Linked DNA regions of Sus scrofa: region 1 is linked to region 2. A link is a contact called in public Hi-C data. All regions are on one chromosome and are shown on one strand. The core of a region is the stretch at or near the end of the contact, and the rest is flanking DNA. Distances in the headings are between cores, read along the strand shown. Region 1 overlaps GSE1 (genetic suppressor element 1). Region 2 overlaps GSE1 (genetic suppressor element 1).

Evidence for each region. A called contact is a pair of places that touch in the nucleus more often than the background predicts.
Region 1: a contact with region 2 is called in a Hi-C map of liver, with 6 times the contacts expected there. The contact joins two enhancer-like sites. A contact is called at or near these places in 1 of 5 promoter capture datasets (liver) and 5 of 47 Hi-C or Micro-C datasets (embryonic fibroblasts and liver).

The regions. Positions count from the first base shown.
Region 1 is chr6:3,525,504-3,532,426 of Sscrofa11.1, reverse strand. All of the region lies in intron 1 of GSE1 (genetic suppressor element 1), which reads left to right. Among named protein-coding and RNA genes, the nearest start is that of GSE1, 130 kb to the left of the region's middle. Within about 2 kb of position 1,561, at least 8 of the 83 cell types and tissues checked have an H3K27ac peak or open chromatin away from gene starts, as enhancers often do. A contact at or near this core is called in liver, where this site is marked.
Region 2 is chr6:3,449,166-3,456,348 of Sscrofa11.1, reverse strand. All of the region lies in intron 2 of GSE1 (genetic suppressor element 1), which reads left to right. Among named protein-coding and RNA genes, the nearest start is that of GSE1, 200 kb to the left of the region's middle. Within about 2 kb of position 2,133, at least 4 of the 83 cell types and tissues checked have an H3K27ac peak or open chromatin away from gene starts, as enhancers often do. A contact at or near this core is called in liver, where this site is marked.

The sequences.
Region 1 (6,923 bases), core at 312-2,811, 77 kb before region 2:
AAGTGCTCAGAATTCCCTCCACGCTTCCCTCCTGGGCATCCTCGTGGGGGCCTCCCCGGAGTCACACCCCCTCAGGCTTAACCCTCCTCTGTGCTTCAACTTTCCTTCAGGCCGCTCCGCTGCCACCCCCTGCACGTCATAGGTTTGTTTTTGGTCTTGCTGCCTCTAGGAGCCTGGTAGACAGGGACATGGTCTGACTTGCTCACAGCTGGGTCCCCAGCCCTTAGAATAGTTCGTGGCACATAGTAGGTGCTCAGCTAACCTGTAGCCTCAGTGTGTGCTGGTGAAGCTCTGGTGTTGCCATGAGCTGTGGCGTAGGTCACAGATGCAGCTCGGATCCTGCATGGCTGTGGCTGTGGTGTAGGCCAGCAGCTGTAGCTCTGATTCGACCCCTAGCCTGCAAACCTCCATATGCCGCGGGTATGGCCCTAAAAAGATTAAAAAAAACAGAAAGGGAGGGGAAGGGAAAGCTCGGTGCCACACTCCCCACTCCCCACCACCAAGGCCTGCGCTTTTATCCATTTTATCTATTTCCTATTGGAAAGGAGGCCGGGGGGGGGGGCATCTGGCCTCCTGTAACCGATTGAATTTCCAAGCTTAGATGAGCAGCCCCAGTTCACTGATGAGGACGCTGTGGCTTGGGGAGAGGTCAGGGCCATGCCTGAGTCACTCGGGGTCGAGCCAGAACTGGAATCTGCTCTCTGACCCAGGCCGTTGTCCCCACACCAGGCCTGACCTTGGCTGTGCCGTCCCTGGGCAGCTGTGGGGACCATTGCCCAGGGCTGGCACTTGGCTTCGTGGGAAGGCACCTGGGGCCCTGGCTCCAGCCACGTGCAGGTCAGGAGGGCTGGGTCGTCTGGACCCGCCCATCGCCCGGAGCACAGTGTCCCTTGCCAAGTTCAACATCGGCTTCTGCCAGAGGCCAGCCCAGTGTCACGTGGCACGGGTTCCAGGAAAGAGGGTGTCCTCTGCCATCCCCGATGGCCAGTCCCTGTCTCCTAGCTTCTGACGGGTCGGCGCCTTCAAAGCAGGGGGCGTGGGGCAGAGGGGCAGCCCACCCAGAGCAGAGAAACCTCCCTGAGCCTTCTGGAAATGTAACTGGCCGCCGTGCTTGCCCTTCCGAACCCTATTGCAAAGATAAATAAATGCATAAACCTAGTCAGATGTGCATTTGCCACAGGTGATGACCAGCAGCTGTTTATCCTGCCACTGTGCCAGCAGCTGACACCCATGGGGGCTGCCGGGTGGGCCCCAAGCTCTGAGGACACCGCTCCAGCCCCGACGGCTCTGCCGGGTTGTCGGGGGGGCTGTTGTCTCCACTTTACGCTCAGGGACTGAGGCTCCGACGACCCCAGGGGCCCATGCGGCTGGCCTGGGTGGGGCTGGGCCGAAGCTCGGGGTGTTCGTGCCCTGCCTCCAGCCTCCTGCAATAGCCCCGAAGGGCAAACAGCCCCGCCCCAGGCAGGTGGCTCGGCTGCGTCTGAGCATTTGTGGCCCCAGCGGAGACAGAACCTTACAGATGGCCCGGGAGCTGATCTCAGGTGGCCCTGGGATGCTGAGGCCACAGACTCCAAGCCAGACATGGGGCCACACGGGCCCACAGGACTTCTGTGCCCTCTCTGAGCAGGAGACATGGGCTGGGAGCCAGCGTTCCGTGCCAAAGGCTCGGCATTTTCGGAAACCTTCTGGTGACCACGTGATAGCGGGATTAGATCCACTGTCCCTGCCCACTTCAGCCGCCCTTAGAAAGGGTGAAAGGTGAGAGGTCAGAGGTGGAGTGGCTGGCCAACTAGAGTTGTGAAAGTGAGATACCGAGGAGGCTGTGACGTTGAGTCCCTTCTAGAAGGAAGGGACCTTTGCAGAGGCAGGGTTCTGGGAGGGAGGACGACGGCGAGGAGACGTGTGTACACAAGACGGGTAAGGGGACCCCGATCCACAGGCCTTTGTGGCCGGAACCTGCCAGAACTCCCAGGGCACCGCCCGGTGGGTCCCCTCCTCCCTGACACCTGCCAGGCTGAACAGAGGGCCGCAGCCCTGACCACGTGTCCAGGGCCAGCTCTGCGGTGACACCCCCACGCGGTGTCATGCGTTCGCTGTCCTGACGTTTGCCCTCGTTGCTGAATGAGGGCCCCCCGTTTTCGTCTCGTGCTGGGCCCCCCGCCTGTGTTGTCGGTGCGTGTGTCACATGCTTGCCTCTCATGTGCCTTGTGAGATAACGCGGCACAGAGAGGCTGGTCACCTGGCCAAGGGCCACCCAGCTTCCATGTCCAATAAAGCCTTGACCCCAAATCTGTCCTGAGTCCAGGAAAGTTTTCTGTGACCTGCCCCTGCAGGGCTGGAGTCCAAAAGACAGTCTGATAGCAAGTGTCAGCCGGCAGGTGGATCTGAACCATCACTCGCTGCAGGGGGTGCTGGAAAATGCTTCTGCTGCTGCGGAAACGGGTTGCCGGTTCCCCAAACAAGCAAACCTCGGGTCCCTGCAGGACCCTGCCGTGCCACTCCCAGGTAGATGCCCACGCGACCTGAAGACACAGATGCCCATAACCACGTGTCCACCGCAGCTCACGTCGGCACCCGTTACGTAAACACAAAGTGGCAACAGCCCAAGCGTCTCTCCACGGATGACGGCTAAGCCAAATGTGGCCCATCCATGCGATGGAATATTATTTAGCCATGAAAAGAAGCCAACCACTGATACATGCCCTAGCGTGGAGGATGCACCTTGAAGCCACGCAGCTGGACAGGGCTGCATACTGTTATGATTTTATGCGAGTGAAATGTCCAGAATAGAGACAGACAGTGGACGAGTGTTTGCCTGGGATCTGGGGGGAGGAACGACTTCGGGGGACGGGGTGTTGTTTGGGGTACTGAACGCGCTCTGGGATTCGCGAGTGGTGAGGGGCACACGGCATCGGCATCGTAATACACTAACCGTCCCCGGGTTGTGTGCTTCAAAATGCTGCATTGTGTGACATGTAAGTCGTGGGTCTGTTTTTTTCCCCATAAACTGTATTTGATTTATTTTTCAATTGAAGTCTAGTGGGTTTATACTGTTGTGTTAATTTCCGCGGTACGGCCAACTGATTTCAGTTTTATAAACACTCTCTTTTCGTCTTCTGTTCCATTATGGTTTATCACAGGATATTGACTCTGCAGTGGGACCTGGTCATTTATCTGTTCGGTTTATCATAGGTCACATCTGCCAACCCCAACCTCCCACTCCATCCTCCCCCAGCCCCCTCCCGCTTGGCATCTGCACGTCTGTTCTCTATGTCTGTGAGTCTGTTTCATTTTTTTGTTTGTTTGCTTTTGCTTTTTGGAGCCACACCTGTGGCACACGGAAGTTCCCAGGCTCGGGGTCGAATCGGAGCTACGGCCGCCGGCCTCTACCACAGCCACAACCACGCCGGATCTGAGCCGCATCTGTGACCTACACCGCAACTCACGGCCACGCCGGATCCTTAACCCACGGAGTGAGGCCAGGGATGGAACCCGCCTCCTCATGGATCCTCGTTGGGTTCGTTAACTGCTGAGCCCCAAAGGGAACGCATGTTTCTGTTTTGTAGCTAGGTCCACTTGTGCTGTATTTTAGATTCTGCATGTAAGTGATATCATGTGGTACTTGCCTTTCTCTTTCTGACTTCACGTAGTATGAGAATCTCTGGTTGCATCCGTGTTGTTGCAAGTGCAATTATTTCGTTCCTTTTTATGGCTGAGTAGTATTCCATTGTATAGATATACCACATCTTCTTAGTCCATTCGTGTGTCAATGGACATTTTTTTTAACTCAGTAAATTTTATTACATTTATGGCTGTTCAGTGATCATCACAACCCCATTTACAGCTTTTCCTCAATGGACATTGTGGTGGTTTCTGTGCCTTGGCTGTTGTGAATAGTGCTGCTACGAACACAGGTGTGTGTTTATCTTTTTGAATTATGGTTTTGTGCAGGTATATGCCCAGGTGTATCTCTGTTTTTTGTTTTTGTTCTGTGTGTGTATGTGTGTCTTTTTGCCTTTTCTAGGTCTGCTCCCATGGCATATGGTGGTTCCCAGGCTAGGGGTCGAATTGGAGCTGTAGCCACGGGCCTACACCACAGCCATGGCAACGTGGAATCCGAGCCGCATCCGCACACTACACCACAGCTCACGGCAACGCCGGATCCTTAACCCACTGAGCAAGGCCAGGGATGGAACCCGAAATCTCATGGTTCCTCGTCGGATTCGTTAACCACTGCGCCACGACGGGAACTCCTGTATCTCTGTTTTTTAAAGAAGGCTCCGTGGCAAGAGCAAGCTTTGGGCCTGGACTGCACCCTTTTCGTTCTTTATGTCCCAGACCTCTCTGACCTCTGGAGGCTTATGACTGTCCCTCTGAGTTGTTCATCTCACAATCATGTTTTTTTGAGCAAAACCTGGGTCCTGTGATGTGGGAAAGGATATTTAATACTTGCCTTTTTAGCATATGTTCACATGAGAAAGTGGACAAGGACAGAAAAATGGCCTGACAGTTGGCACGTAACATCACTTCAGTGGAAAGAACAGGTTTTTCTGGCATCAGGAAATTCTGGCTTTTCCCAGACCTGGGATCCTCCCAACCCTTGGGGAGGGGCCGTAAAACCTAAAGGTTAGAGGGGAAGACTCTGGAGCCACTGGCCTGGTTCAGATCCCAGCTCCCCCCACTTTCTGGCTGTGTGACCTTAGGAGGGTTCCTTTCCCTCTCTGTGCTTCAGTTTCTTAATCTGGAAAATGAAAATGCTTCGAACAGTGCCTGGCCCTTAGGAAGCACTTCCTGTCTGAGTTTAACTCATGTTTTAGCGTCAGTCTAACTAGTATTTACTCATATTAACTAGTATTTGTGGGCACGTGCTAAGTGCTCTGGGCTCCCCGTCAGGGGACGGTTTCTCCCGGTCATCTGGGTGACAGCTGTGTGACCAGACACCCCGAAGTCGGGAGCAGGAAACCACCGCTTTGGCTGACAGATGGACAATTCGGGTGAGGCTGGGCAGGGGGGACCCGTCTCTGCTCCCCAAGCTTTCGCATCTGGACTAGGGCTGGAGGATGCACCTCCCAGACGGCACCCTCATGCCCACAGGGCTGGTGGCCCGGGCAGTGGCAGGGCTGGGAGTGTGGCGGTGTGCCCTCCCCAACCCCAGCACAGCAGGGTGGCTGGGTCCTAAGACCAAGGGTCCTGAGGCAGAGCCGGGCAGAAGCTGTACCACCCTCATGACCAGGCCTCCTTGGCCCCCTGGCATCCACTTCCCTGACTCCATCAGGGCCGGTCTCACAATGCCCCTGCCCCTTCCAGCGTCAAGGAGGGGGCCAAGCTGGAACGATCTGGACGCGCGTGTGGCCTGGGAGGGAGCAGTGCGGCCCATTTTGGGAAATATCATCTGTCCTCGCAGCCCGGAGGGTCAGGGCTGGAAGGGTGCTCACAGGTCACCGGGCCTGCACCCCACAGCCCACTGCACGGGGCCGGGGAGCGGGGGGAAGCTGAGGGGCGGAGAGGCGGGCAGGCCGTCCCGGTTCCCTGGCGCTTATCAGGGTGTGCGGAGGGATGGCCTCTCTCCTGCTCGCCCGCCAGCTCCTGGGAGGAGGGGGCCCCGCCGTCTTTGCGGCAGGACCCCCGCCCCTCCCCCAGTGCCCAGCTCAGACGACCGGGCCACCTGAATCCAGCAGACCCCCAGGCCAGGGCCCAGCCGGCCCCTCGGACCTGCCCGTCGCTCTCCCACAGTGACCTGGCCGGTGCTGCATGCAGCCGGTGCTCAATGACTGCTTGGTACCCTGCCCCAGCCTGACGGATGCCAGGGAGCTCAGGTCCTGCCAGGCCAGGGGACCCGGGGTGGCCAGACCCGGCAGACCCATCCGCTTCCAAACTGAGCCCCTTGCCCGCCCCGGGAGTGGAGGGGCCGGAGGTGCTGGCCTGGCTGGACCCCCCACCCACCCACCCCACCCCAGCAGGGACGGGAGGCCTGGCGGGCGGGCTTCCTGAGCCTCCTGCCGGAGGTGTCTCAGCAGCTGCAGGAAGAGCCGGCAGAGCCAGATAAAGGCCCAGCGGGGGCCCTTTCCCAACAAAGGAAGCCAGCAGAGGCCTCTCCTCTCCCGCCTAAACACTCCAAACGCCTTTCAAGCTCTGGGCGGACGGGCGGGCTATTCAGAAGCAAGGGGAGGAGGGAACTGCCGCACAAAATGGGGTGGGAGGTGCCTCCGCCTCCTTCCAGAACCCCGAGGCGGATCCATTTAGTTTCAGAGAAATAAACCCCCCGTGTTCTAGAATATTCCTTCTCGGGGAGCAGGCCCCTCTCTGGGCCCTGCAGGGCACACCCTGGGGAGGGAATTGGAGAGAGGCGAGGGGCCTGGGTGCCCCCCCCCCCGACCCCGCCACCGAGCCACCCCTCACCTCCGGGGGTCTTTGTGTGCCCCGCCTCTCCCTTGATTTACGAGGCTGCCACCCAGCCCGCAGCTCCACCCCCAGCCTCCCGCCGATGATGGGGTGGTTGGGGACAGAGGGGACCCTCCAGACCTCCGTGCTGCCCCACCCCCACCCCAGCCTCGCAGTAGGTGACCCCTGGATCTGCAGGAGGGTGGCGGAGGGCCCCCTGGCCTGGAAGCTTCCGATGAGACAGGCTTCGGTGGTGGGTCCCACCCCTAGTGTGGCCAGAGATTCAGGCGACAGGCTGTTTGAACCTTCGAACTCTGCCCCGTCCCTCCCCACAGCTCCCTGGGCCCCGCGGCAAGAGCTGAGCCTAGGAATGCGACCAACCCTGTTGGAGCCTTCTGCCACCCTTTAGCTGCCAGCAAAGGCTTCGGCTGTTCTGCACCTTGATTTTGTCATCTGTAAAGGGGGCGTTAACACTGCCTGCCTCCCAGGGCTGCTGAGTGAGATTAAGCCCAGAGGTGGCTGCGCCGGATCCATGTCCCTGT
Region 2 (7,183 bases), core at 884-3,383:
AGAGTGTTTGAACACCGCCCAGCAGGGCAGAGAAGTGTTGGTGAAATAAAATCTGGAAGGGAAGCAGGATAGTTGGGTGTGTGGACAGAGGCCCTGGGCTCTCCTGAACACGGTCCCCCAGCAGCCTGGGCCCAGGACAGAAGTGTCCGGGGGTCAGTCTGGCCTTGGTCCCAGCTCATGGGATGAGAGGGATGGAAGGCCTCCTGCTTCCCACGGGGCCACACCTGTCCCACGAAAGAGCACAGCCCCTCGTTGAATGAGGAGCAAGCTGAAGCACAGAGAGGGGCAGAGCCCGGCCTGAGGAGGCACAGCCGCCTCTCGATGAGCTCTCTGTAGTATTTCATTTAATCCTCACCTGTGACAGCGGCGGGGGGGGGGTGCGAAGCCCCCACAGTGTAGCCGTGACCCTGAGACCCATGTCTCCAAGACAGCAAGATGCAGAGCCCGGCCTCCAACAGTGGCCCCCCAGCTAGGTCATCGCTTATTCATTCAACAAACATCCCGACAGCTGGGGAATGGTCTCCATCTGTGTGTGTGTGTGTTGGTGAGAGTGCGTCACTTTTTATCCCACCTGCTTCTTCAGAGCAGGAGAGCGATAGAAGTGGATTCCCATCCCTAATATTTCCTTTGAGAGCGGCCTCCCAGGTCCTCTGACTTGAGGGCTTTCTTCCTAAAAGAACCAGTAACGGTCGACACTCCCTGACGCCTCCTCTGGGCCACTGGCACCCCCTGTTCCTCTCCGCACCCGCTCCGTCCTCACCCCCGCCTCAGGCAGGTGTTTGTCGCTATTCTGGGACCTCTTTGCTGAACACCCGGAGGCTCCCTTCCAGGCTGGTCTTGGCAGGTGCACAGAACCGGCCATTGCTTTTTCTGAGGATGACCCATCTGCCGACCCCTGTGCCCACTCGGCCCCCACCTCCCTTGTCCGGGGCTGCGCCGCCGCCACCGCCGCCGCCGCAGAAGCATCTTCTAATGGGTTAAGTGACTTTGCACCAGACGCCATCCCGGTTACATTATCAGCATGAATAAAAGATGAATCCTGCTGGGCGGCTCTCAGGATCCTCCCACGCGCCCGCACGGAGGCTCCAGGCAAGACTGGCAGTAAGAGGCTTCTCAAGAGGGAGCGGGGGTGCCCCACAGAGCCACTCAATGAGGGGTGTCAGCTTCCTGCCAGGAGGCCTGGGGGCAGGGGCCGTGGGGGAGGGGTGGGTGGAGCACTGGGCTGGGAGTCCAGGCCATCGCACGAGTGTTTACTGAGCCGCTGCTCTGGGGCTGGCGCTGTTCATGCCCCCAAGGGGCAGACAGGGTCCCTGCCCTCACGGGCGCGTGGATAGAACATAAACGTGCTCAGATGTGTTACACAAGGCAGTTCTCGGCGTGGCTCAGCGCATTATGAACCCAGTTGTTATCCATGAGAACGCAGGTTCGATCCCTGGGTCCCGCTCAGTGGGTTGAGGATCCGGTGTCACTGTGAGCTGTTGAGTAGGTCCCAGATGCAGCTTGGATCCCGCGTGGCTGTGGCTGTGCTGTAAACTGGCAGCTGCAGCTCCAATTCGAGCCCTGGCCTGGGAACTTCCATATGCTGTGGGTGTGACCCTAAAAAGCAAGCAAAAATAAAACTGGCAGGGTGTGAGAAAATCTGTAGAAACAGTTGAAGCAGAGGAGGGGAGGAAGGGGAGACAAGTGGGGGCTCTGGTTGCAGGAGGTGAACTTCCAGCCTGCAGGTGCAAAGGCCCTGAGGTGGGCACATGCTCGGGCGCATTGGAGGCTGGAGCTGGGGAGTCAAGGGCGTGGAGGAAGGAGTGGGGTGGGTCATACAGGGCCTCAGAGGCCATTCAGGGCTCCACCGTCCTTGCTGAGTTGGGGGGAAGGAACAAACAGGTTCCCCTGTGGTGGGAGCACAGCTGCCCTGGGGTTGGGCTCGGTGGACCCTGGCAAGAGGGCTTTGTAGGAGGGGCTGCTGGAGCCTGCAGGCCTGGGCTCTGGCAGGGCAGGGTGGCCCGCTTACCCTCTTAGCTGCTTTATCTTAGCAACAGATTGCATAAACCCTGAGCTAATATTGAACTTGCCTGCATTTTAAATAGCAGCTGTAAACACCACTGCTCCCAGCTCCTGGCCCTCTGATCTCTGCCCAAGGGGGCATTCAGGTGCGGCTGGCCCTAGGCGCTGCCTGGGCAAACACTGCAGAGGGCAAGGGGTAGGGGGGCAGAGTCAGTTACCCAGGACCCAGAATCCCGATCACCTGACCTGCCTCTGAGTGTGGATGCCCCTTGGGCTGGAAATGGCCAGGAGGGACCCTTTTCTGGAGAAAAGGGCAAAGGCCCAGCCTGTCTGGGGGGCCATTTCCAACCCTGCGTGGACATCCTCTATGACGCAAAACTGGGCTTTTGTCCTCCCGGGCTCCCAAGTCTATAGGCCCAGTGCTGAGGTCAGTCCCCAGGGTGGGGGATGTGCCCAGCCGGGCCCCCCCACTGCCCAAAGGCTCCAAGCCTGGCTCACTGCTCCTAGGGTGTGGTCACCTTCTGCTTCTGTGCCTTAGACCCCTGGGGGCATTTCTGAAATCACCCCTGGGCAGAGTCCCACCTGCCAGGATTCCCATTTAATCAATCTGGAGCTGCCGGACTTCTGGACAGCCTCATGGGGGACCCTATGCCTTGAACACTGCATGTCCTGAGCAGCTGATTCAGTGGTGGGCTGGGGTTGCGAGGGGCTTGGACCAAAGAGAAAGATCGAGGCGGGGGCTCAGTGCCAGGAGGGGCTGGGGCGGCATCTTTCCTCCATCCCACCGACAGAGCTGTGGTGAGAATGTACGTCTGTCTGTCTGTCTTTCCATGCCTCCCCCCACTTTGCTCCACCCCTTCCCTCTGCCTGCAAAGCTCTTCCCCAGGTGCCTGCTCCCCGCTCGGGGCACTGACCTGGGGACGCTTCCGGAGCAGCGCTTCCTGCTCTAATCACTGTCCAGCCTGAGAGCCTGGAGCCCCCTGCAAAGTGCCTCAGAGCGTGGACACGTTGCTGGTTCAGACAGAGAATATTCCGGGGTCTCTGAAGGAGCCAGAAGCCCAGCTCGTGTCTCCCTAATAACAGCCGTCCCCATTTCTCCCTTCGCTCTCTCACTTATCCGTTCACTGTTCACAGTGGCCCCCGTTCAGCTCCTCTGCGTGTCCTCTGCGAGGTGCACAGGGGTGGGAGCTAGGGACCCGGTCCCCTGCTGTCACAGTGCAGGGCCCAAGTGTGCTTGTGGGAAATGGAGCTTGAGCTGATGCACCATCAGCATCAATGCCCAAGGTGCTTCACCTGTCCTGCCCCCGCCCGCCTTTCGTCCTGGGGCACGGGGAGGCGGGCGGTTTCCTGGCCAGAGGCCAGGCCTTCTGGAAGCAGCTTGCTGGGACCTGGAGCCGCAGGATGGAAGTGTGTCAATATTGTAACAACCGGCCCAGCTGGACTAGTTGCTACAAGCTGCACGTTGACCCGCCAGCCGGTGGGACCCACTTGTGTCACGCAGTCCAGGCCTCTCCAACCTGTGCAAATCCAGGAGGCTGGCCCCAGGGGCGGGGGTGGGGGGTGGCCCACCGCCCGCGTCCCCGCCTCCCTCGCAGCCTCCTGGATCTTGCTTAAATACTTTAAAACAATCTAAAAGTAATTATCACGCACAGGCTGCTCGGGAACACCTGCTCCATCCGCCCCTCGGAATAGCTAATGCGCCTGCACAGAGTGCAGACAGGCGCCGGGCTCCTCGCGTGTCCCGAGTCGCCAGATGCTCCTGCGCCATGGCACCCCGTCACCACCCTGCCGCGTGGCACGGCGAGGCCGCCGAGCCCACGTTTCCAGCGCTCCCCGCACAGCTGTCACTTAGGGCGATCAGTAGAAGAATCATCACCCCACTAAGTCATACATATGGAACATCGTATTTGCAGAATATTTATTTTAACACGTGTCAAGGGCCTCCTCGGGTTGTAGGCAGAGCCTCTGCCTCTCGTACAGGCAGCTGGAGGGGGGCTTTCTTCCTGGAGGAAAGGGGGGTAGGCAGGGAGCTGGGCAGGGAGCATACTGGGGGGGGCAGGTCTGGGCTGGGGACCCCACCCTCGAGCCCAGGGCTCCCATCAGCCCTCCCCACGTCCCTGGCTGCTCCCATGGTGTTGTCACAGCTGTCGAACAGCTGCCTGTTCTGTTATCTCAGTTGGGGGCCAGCCAGGAAAGAGAAACCACAGGAGGTATTTCGGCAGAGAGGATTTAATACAGGGCCTTGGCGAAACAGGTGCTGGAGGACTGAAAGGGCAAAAGGGGACACACAGGACCCAGAGAGATCGCCCCCGGAGTCCAGGAAGAGGTTGGGGCTGCTGGAAGGTGGAAGCTTGGCAGAGCAGGGGCCCATGGAGCTGGGAGCCAGACCTCGGAGGAGGGGGTGAGGCTGGGCTGGTGCCGGGATGTGGGGAGAGGGAATCTCTGGTGCAAAGCGAATCTCATGGGGCGGAGGGATGGGGTGTCTTCCTGTGGAGGCAGTGCAGGGACAAGGGACAGTAAAGTCACCGTACATGGCCACCACAGCCAGCCAGGCCAGCCTCCCCTTCCCACCTTCCTAAAACCATTCTGCCCCCGTGTATCAAGCAGTGCTGGGCAAGCTTATCCCCCCGGCCTTTGTTCCCAAACGACAGTTGGAGAGATTGAGGCTGAGCAGTGAAGTAACTTTGACCGTGGCCAAGAATCCACAGCAAGACGGAGGCGAGTAGGAATCTGAACTTGCTATACTGCAGCCTCCTCCGGCTAATATCTTAGAGACATCTTCCAGCTCTGTCCCTTCTTATCCCTAGGACAGTGAGGCCTGCGGAGGTGAGGTTACCTGCCCATAGTTGCTTAGCCAGCCAGCAGGATTCACTCTTCACACAGTCCTGTTCCAGAATCTACGTGTTTACTCACCACTTTCTATGAATTTGTTGGAGACGGATGGACGGATGGACGGATGGGAGGATGGATGGATGGATGGATGGATGGATGAATGAACAAACAACAGAAAGATATCCCCTTGACTGGAGGCATGTGCAGACACCATTAAGTGTGCTGACTTAACTCTGGCTTTAGCCCACTTCCGGCGGCTCAAAGATTTCTCATCTTTGGTTTTCTAGTGAGAAGCGCTTGAAGAAGAGACCAGGGAGGGCGGGACAGAACATGGGCTGCCGTATGTCCCACAGACCCTGGTTTGAATCCTGACTGCCCCTCTCATTGTTGAGTGACCTTGGAGCCTCCGTTTGCTCACCTGGGAAATGGAGCCGTGTGGCTGTCCACCCCAGCTACCCCCAACCTATGACCTTGCAATGGGAATGGCTCAGCACATGCTGTCTCTGTGTATGGACGTAACACACCCGCAGCTCGAAGCCCACGCACACGCAGGATGCACCACAGGATCCAAGTACACACACCCCCCACTCACTGCGTAACTTCTGAAAACACACGTGGGAGCAGCAGACACTCGTGGTCACCTATGTTCCTGCAATACGCACACCCCATGAAACACGCAGAGCTGAACACACGGAGACACAAGGCAGAGACACAGCATCCCCCAAGGGATGCGCCGCTAAGCCAGACACCGTCTTGTGGTGTCACAGGTGTGTGTCCAGCACACCCAGAGCACAGGGAACTCCCCAGGGGACAGGGCCAAACTGCTGCCGAGAAACAGTCCCTCCAGGAAGCACCCAGGACACTGCGTATAGCCTGAGGGGCTCCGGCAGCAGCGGGTGGGCAGAGGGCAGCTTGCTCCATGAGACAAGTGTGGATCTGCTAAGGAGGTAACGTCCTGGCCCCCCTTGCTCAGGACCTTCCATGGCCCCCCCATCACTGGGGCAAAGCCAGAGTCCTCACTCTGGCCTCCAGGCCTGGGCCGATCTGTCCCACACCCCCAGCCGGAGTATCTCCCAGTCCCGTGCCCTCCCACTCGCCCAGCCACACAGGCCTCCTCCCTGGCCCTCAGATGTGCCCCAGGGCCTTTGCATGTGCTGCTTCCACAGCCCCTTCCCAGTCACATGGATCCGCATGATTCATAGCTGGCCTCTGCCCTCGCTCCTGCCCTCCCGTGGGGCCCCATCCACCTACTCTGCTGTCCTCCTCCAGAGCTTGGCATCACAGCTGGCATACACATGGATGTGTGTGTTTATTTACCACCTGTCTCCCTGCTGGACGCTCAGCCCCACCGGGGACTTGTTCCACGCGAGGCGCTATTCCCAGGGCTGCGAAGCCGCTGACACCCGGCAGGTACGCAGTGAAAGCTGCGCAGCGAGCGAACATCAGTGGGTTTCATTCACTCTTCTGTCTCTTCTTTCCCCAGTCCTCCGTGAGTCGATTAGGGGCTCAGCCTGCTCCCAGCTCTGTGCCAGCTGCAGAGCAGCATCCTAACAACATCTAGCACTTTCTGAGCCTCACAGCGGTACCAGGTGCCGGGCTGGGAGCTTCGCATGTTAACTCGTTTAATTTCACAACCTCGTGGCACACGAAGCCTGTTTGGCAGGTGAAGAAGCAGGATAAAATCCAGCCCCTCGCGGTACTCTGGAGCAATAAGACGCACAGATAAAAAGATGAGCCGTGATAATCATTGATGATAATTGTTAGGATGCAGGGGGTGCGTTCTGTATGGTCCTAATCCCCACTTCACAGACGGGGGGAGAAGCTGTACAGAGAGGTCAAGCAACCTGCCTGAGGTCGCCCAGCTCGGCAGACCCAGGAGACCCTGCCCCGGGAGGACAGCTGAGGGAGGCTCAGGTTAGATGGCTGTGCCCCCTGCCGTATTTCCACTGCACCTGGAAAGCTGGGCCAGGCCCGGGAGGAGGCGGGAGAGCCTGGTGGGCCAGCAGCAGCCACACAGCAGCTGTCACTGCGGCTCTGCGGCACCTGCGGGAGAGTTTTACAGAGTACAGACACCTGGCTGGCACCCCAGGGGTGCTGGCTCCAGTGTCCAGGGCACAGCCTGGCGTGACGTGTTGGTGGAGGGCACTCATCTTACCCGTATGGTTGGCGGGATTTTTATGTAGGTGTACACCTGGGTGGACCCCACCCCACCCCGACCCTGTCAAGATCTGGAGCAGTGGTTCTCTACCTTGCGCGAGCGTCAGAATCCTGTGGGGGTGCTCCTTCAGACACAGATGGCCGGCCCCAGCCCCGGGGTCCCCACTCAGCAGGTCTGGGGTGGGGCCTGAGA